2 separate regions of the Sus scrofa genome follow, and region 2 is linked to region 1. A link is a contact called in public HiChIP or PLAC-seq data. All regions are on one chromosome and are shown on one strand. Each heading gives the region's core, a stretch centred on a gene start, on an enhancer-like site or on the middle of the called end of the contact. The rest is flanking DNA. Distances are from core to core; before and after follow the strand shown.

Region 1 (3,031 bases), core at 189-2,688:
TTTCCTGTTTACTATTAACAGCTGCCCATCCCGCCTTGCACACAAACGCCCAAGCGAACCTTGGTATGTTTTCAGACCAGCAGCTCAGTCGCAAAACACGAAGCAGGCTACTTGAAATTTGCCTTCAGCTGCCTGGAAAATCTGCAGAGAACCCCCTTTAATCCCTCCTTCTTACCCCCAACTTCTGCCTTCCTCTCCCCCCCTTGGAGGGCGCATGGCCCCTTGAAGTTTTGTTTGCTTGCAGGGAATAAAAAAACAACAAAAACCCAGCTTCAGTATGGAGGGTTTTTCTTCCTTTTTTTAAAAAAATATTAAGCATCAAGAGACAGAGCAATCTGCTTGCAGACACTATACGTGCATAATTAATAAAATCTCATTATTTATTTATAAAGAGACACACGAGGAACTGGAGAATGAGGGCTATCCCCATTATATATGAAGAGAGGGAGAGAAAGAGTGGGAGAGGAAGGCAAATACTTTTTGAGCGTTGGAGCCTTCCAGGGAAGTGAATCTCTCAGTATGGAATGAATAAGAAGCATCTGCCTACTCCTTATCCAACTGGTGCTCCGAGCTCAGGAGGCATCAGAGAGCAGAAACCCGGTTCAGCTTAAAAAAAGGACCGGGACCAGTTCGGTGCTCGGCAGTGCACTGGATGCCGGCTTTGGGCAGTTGGCAGAAGAGGAGGCATCGTGGAGGGCCTGGCCGCGGGGCAAAAGGGTTGGGAGCCAATCTGAGGCTTCTAAAGAGGGGGGGACTTGGGCACAGACCCCCTGGTAGGTGGGGGGGAGGCGGCACGGTCACGCCATGGCCACCACGTAAATAACCCAGACCGCCGGCTGGGGTGGGGGGAGACCCTGGTTCCTCCGGTCCATTATAAAGCAGGTAACCGTGAGCGGAGGGGGGTGGTTTCTAAACGCCAGCTCCAGCGCCAGCTCTGCCCTTGGACCTCTGCATGCCAGATGCCCGGCCAGGGCCGCCAATATCAATAACCCAACTTATTATATAACAGCCCCCGCAGCCAGGCAGGCAGGGGTCAGAGCCTCCCGGGCTGGAGCTGGGGTGGACCTTCGCTTTCGCCGTTCTCTCTCTCTCTCTCCTCTCTCATTTTTTCTTGAGACATGCTTTAAAATAGAAAACAGGCTTGTGCAGGAACCAACCCCACAGAAAGAGGTAGTTTGGAGGGATTTTCTCCCCCCCACCTCCCTCAAGTGCAAGCAACTCAGGCAGCGGAACGCTCAGCCTTCCCGGGGCGGTGGGCTCCAGGAGGGGGGGCGGGGGGAAGGGCTGGGGAGGGGTCGGCCTGGGCAGCAGCCCCCGCAGGGTTACCCGGGCGCGTGCAGGGAAACGTCTCAGCAATTCCAGCGCCCGAGCGGAGCGCGCGGGGGGCGGGGGGGAGGGTGGCGCGCGGCGCGGGGCACCTTGAAACCGCCGGCGGCCGCGCGCTGATTGGCCGAGCCGCCGCCTCGGCGTTCCAGCCAGGCGCCCCTCCCCCCGCGCCGTCCACCCCGGAAGGAATTTCCTCCTCTGGCGGCCGCTATTGTTGTCCGCCTTCGCTGTTTGGGTCGGATCGCGTAACCATAGTATCCAAACTGTGTCCGCGCGGGGCCCCAGCCTGGGACCCCTGTGCCCCCCGTCCCTCCAAGCGAACACCCCCACCTTTTTTTTTGCAGCCTACTTATCATGACTTCATCGGACTCCGGGGAGCAGAAGAGGGGGATGGGGCGGGGGGAGCTGGCCCGCTCCTGGCGGCCCTTACTTCGAGATGTTTTCAATTATAATTTTTTAAAAAGTCTGCTTTGTGGGTTCGGGGCTTTTAAATCCTTCCTGCTCCCCCCCCCATTAAACCGTTGGACCAAACTTGAATGGGGTTTTCCCTCCGTTTCTCCTTGACCGTCTTCACTCCAGACCCTGACTTTGCTGCTCACAGCTGGGGGGTGGGGTGGGGGACTTAGCAGAAGTCACCCCCTAAACCCAGCCCCTCAAACCCCCGCTGTGTCCAGGCTCCTGGGCCTGGGCTTGAGCTAGGGAAGACCAGGCTGGTGGAGGGGGTCGAGAATATCGGACCCTGCAGCCTCCACCCTCCGTCCTGGGGCGCTTTCTGGAGGGGTTGGGAGAACCCTGGCGACAGGTTTGGGGGCGGAGGTGCAGGGTGGATGCCCGCCAACCCCTTATCAAAAGGATACGGGGGTGACGGGGGAAGCAGCTGACAGGTTGTTGGAAAAACAAGCCCCCTCGCCCCTCCAATTTCTGCCTCGGCTCTCTGAGCACAGAGACTTCCTAGTCGGCGGCGCGAGCAGCCTGAGACCATACCTGCCCCCCACTCCTGCGGAAAAAACAAAAATAAAAGCCCTGTCCTTGCGAAGTGTGTTCTGCTGAGAGAGGTGGGGGAGCCAGCAGCAAGTCCGCACCGGGCGGGCTGCGAGCGGCGCGGGAGCCCCTGGGGCTGGGGCTGGCAGCGGGGGGCGGTTTGTGTGCCGGGGGGTGTCAAACATTCCCAGAACTCAAGTATTCTCGTGGCGCCGGTTGGGGCGGGGGTAGCAGCTGCGGCAGCCCAAGTTCGGGGCAACACTGCCCCCTAGGGGCCATCGCCGGCGCCTTGCAGCCTGGGAGACGAGGGGCCTGGAGGACGGAGCCAGTGGTACCTGGGCAGGGGTGGCAGTGATCCCCTGGTGACAGGCCTGAGGAGGCCTTCCAAGCGCCAGTTCTGGGGGCCAGGAGGATGCAGTGCTGAGGTTTGGATGCTTTCTCTAGAATTTAAAACTTTAGCATGCTGTGGGGGTCCAGTGATGGACTGCACCTTGAAGATCAATGGGTCTAGTCCCCTTTTGTGCAGTTGGGGAAACTGAGTCCTGGAGAGGGGAGCAGTTTGCTCAGAGAGATGGGTTTATGCCTTCTTTGGAGTCACAAAGTCTTCCTTCATCCCTCAGTGCTCAGTATACAGCATTTTACAGGTGAGAGATCAGTGCGGGCTGGCCTTGCTCAGTTCTGCAGCCGAGGGCGACCTCAAGACTTTGTCTTTCAATCCAGCTCT
Region 2 (2,753 bases), core at 66-2,565, 77 kb before region 1:
CAGGTACCAGAGAGGATGAAGGCAAGACGCTGACCACGGGGCTTTCAAGCCTGGTCACCCCCGAAAGCATGTACACAGCACAGCTAACCCTCCCCCGGCAGTTTTCCATGCCTTTCTCACGGCCACCCCCATGGTAAGCTAAGCAAGGACCCACCTTACAGTCAAGAGGGCAGCCCTCCCCTTACCCCCCATCCCTGCTAACGAGATGCACCCAGGTTTCTGATTGTGCCAAGCTTTAAGCTCTTCCCATTGGGCTACAAGGTAGCCACTCACAGGAGTGGGACAGGACCACTCTGTCCGACACAGATAAGGGGCACAGACGTCTCAGGGGAGCATTTATCTGTACCAGCCTGTGCCAGGACCGCCCGCTCTGGCCCTCACAGGGGTGCTGCGGGGGAGACAAGACACTGCACTGAGTATTGGGGGAAGGACTCTATACACCTCAGAGGGCATCACTGGGAAATTCAAGTGTCTGGTTCCCCAGGGTCAATCTGCTCTCCCAGAAAGAATATGCTGTTACCTTCATCGTATTACAAGTTTCTGGGGAAAATTTTAGGGCTGTAAAGACAAAAGAAACAAACTCACAAAGCACTGGCCACAGAGAAACAACCATTTCATACGAGTAATCCAAACTTAACTCGCACAACGGTCCCACAAAGGAATCACTATTTCCCCATTCAACAGATGGGAACACTGAGGATCCAAAAACCCGCCCTGCCTGGAAACGACAGAGTAGGGACTGGAACTCAGGCGTGTGTCCCAGCCACCTGTCAGAGTGCCAACGCTTTAAAATCCAGAGGATTCAAGGCCCAAAGGGGGAAAGAAGAGCCTAACATGGGGGGGAGAAACATTCCTAAAATGCATCTCGCCAAAGCTACAGAAAACCCCATTACCCCGGCAAATCGAAAACAAACCATCATTATTGTCTGTTTGCTGTAAGCTCCCAGCAACATGCATTAAAGAAGTTTATGTGAATCGTCTAATGCACTTGTACCACGGTCAGAATTATTCCCAAGCTAAAAAAGATTAATTTTTCTAAATACTCTAAACCCTAGCACCATTATAAAGGCTACAGCTGGTGTAACATTTCTGTTATCTTGGCGGAAAGGCCCTCAAGCACACACACCTCCCCTGAGCTCACACACGCACACTCACCCACGGAGGCGGGAAGGTCAAGGGAAGGGGCGAGGCGGCTCTGGCCGAGGTCCCTGCTCCAGAGCCAAGCCGGCTTCCCTACGGCCTAGGGGACAGGGACGCGGCAGAGAGAGGTGGGTGTCTCCCGGCTCCCTCAGAGCCGTGGCTGGCACACAGCTAACTCTTGGTCCAAGTTTACAAATGCTCAGCTAACAAAGATGGCATTATGCACGGACTGGAGCGGACGGCTGGTCTTGGAGTTGAAATGGAGTGACCAGTGCCAAACACTTAGTTTGGGTCCCCAGCACTCCCCGCCCCCCGCCCCGCCCCACCTCCTGCCTTGAAATCAAGGGCAAGGATTTGCAATCTGGGGTCTTGCCGCCACTTGAAACCCATTAAGGTGGCCACACTGCCCGGGTTCTGGCAAAACGCAATTCGAGTTACTCATGTCGTGTTTAATTAGCTACCGACAGAGGAGTCTGGCAGCCTCTGGGGTTAAAAGGAACTGCAGCAAATAGGGTGGGAGCCGGAAGAAAGGCCACAACACGCAGGCTGAGCACCAAGGGGAGCAGGGAAAGAAATGACTGTGTGTGTGTTTTGTTTTTATCATCTGCCACACAAGGGTGCCAAGGGTCAGAGCCAAAGGCAACACCGTGAACTTGCCAGGACCTCTGGGCAGATAGCTGGGCCGCTTATTGCGGGGGAGAGCACGCCCCCAGCGCCTCCAAGCCCAGCTGCGGGCCTTCTCCGCCCGCGCTGGCCACCCTCTCGTGCCCCTGCCCCGAAGGGTTCTGGCAGGCGTGGACGCTCCCCGCCGGCCTGGCAGGAACCTCAGCTCAGCGCATCCAAGGAGAGCCCTCTCAAATATCACTTTGCTATTTCAAACCCACCAAGGACGCTGGACCCCTGCCACAGAGCCACAAATACCTCCACTGCCATCCACGCCCAGGACTCTGGGGCACTTTCTGATTTTAAGTGCCCCGCCTGGAGACAAAGGCTCACAGCTGGGGGTGCAGGGAGGGTCAGCAGAGTCCTGCTATGGTGGGGGGGAGGCGGAGGGAGCACAGGGGCAGCTCCACTGAGGCTGACCTGAAAGGGACCTCACATCTTGGGGCAGGGAGACTGAGGCTCAAGATGCGCCAAGGTTGTAGACTCCACGGCCGCTGGGCACCCCAAGTTCTTCAGTGGGGACCACAGAGGGGCTTCGGACAGCAGGCCCTGAACCCCCTGAAATCATGCACCGAGTCTCCCTTGTGGGGATACGTGCATTTTCCGGAAGCAAAGGCCAATCCTTCTGTCACATTTTCTTTGCCAAAAGAGCCACCCAGCGCACCGTAACAAACACCTTCCTGGAGCCCAGGTTCCCCCCTCTGCCAGTGACTCTGCAATCACCTCTCTGGGGCTTTGGTTTAATTCTCTGCTAAATTCATTTCCTCGGTGACTAGATATGGGCACCCTTTGGGTCAAAGGCAAATATCTTCCCTCTGTTTTGCAGCAAATTCTGTATCAAATGAGGGTTGTCCAAAGCTGAGAGATGGCATTTGAAAGACTTGGGTCTAGTCCCAGCTCTGCCACCTCCTGGCTACAGGCCCTTGGACAAACCATCTGAACACCAGGCC

The links. HiChIP or PLAC-seq counts read pairs in DNA pulled down with a chosen protein or histone mark.
Region 2: a contact with region 1 is called in an H3K27ac HiChIP or PLAC-seq map of skeletal muscle. The contact joins two enhancer-like sites. A contact is called at or near these places in 3 of 5 promoter capture datasets (fetal liver, fetal skeletal muscle and liver), 19 of 47 Hi-C or Micro-C datasets (blood, differentiating spermatogonia, embryonic fibroblasts and 10 more) and 2 of 2 datasets of contacts at active chromatin or transcription factors (alveolar macrophages and skeletal muscle).

The regions. Positions count from the first base shown.
Region 1 is chr6:157,842,943-157,845,973 of Sscrofa11.1, reverse strand. LOC106508664 (a long non-coding RNA gene) reads left to right here. Exons shown (of 3, transcript XR_002345181.1): 3 at 22-269. Among named protein-coding and RNA genes, the nearest start is that of ACOT11, 12 kb to the right of the region's middle. Within about 2 kb of position 1,438, at least 72 of the 83 cell types and tissues checked have an H3K27ac peak or open chromatin away from gene starts, as enhancers often do. A contact at or near this core is called in fetal liver, fetal skeletal muscle, liver and 2 more, where this site is marked.
Region 2 is chr6:157,919,858-157,922,610 of Sscrofa11.1, reverse strand. The region is part of intron 4 of SSBP3 (single-stranded DNA-binding protein 3); the gene reads right to left. Among named protein-coding and RNA genes, the nearest start is that of SSBP3, 9.6 kb to the right of the region's middle. Within about 2 kb of position 1,315, at least 29 of the 83 cell types and tissues checked have an H3K27ac peak or open chromatin away from gene starts, as enhancers often do. A contact at or near this core is called in fetal liver, fetal skeletal muscle, liver and 2 more, where this site is marked.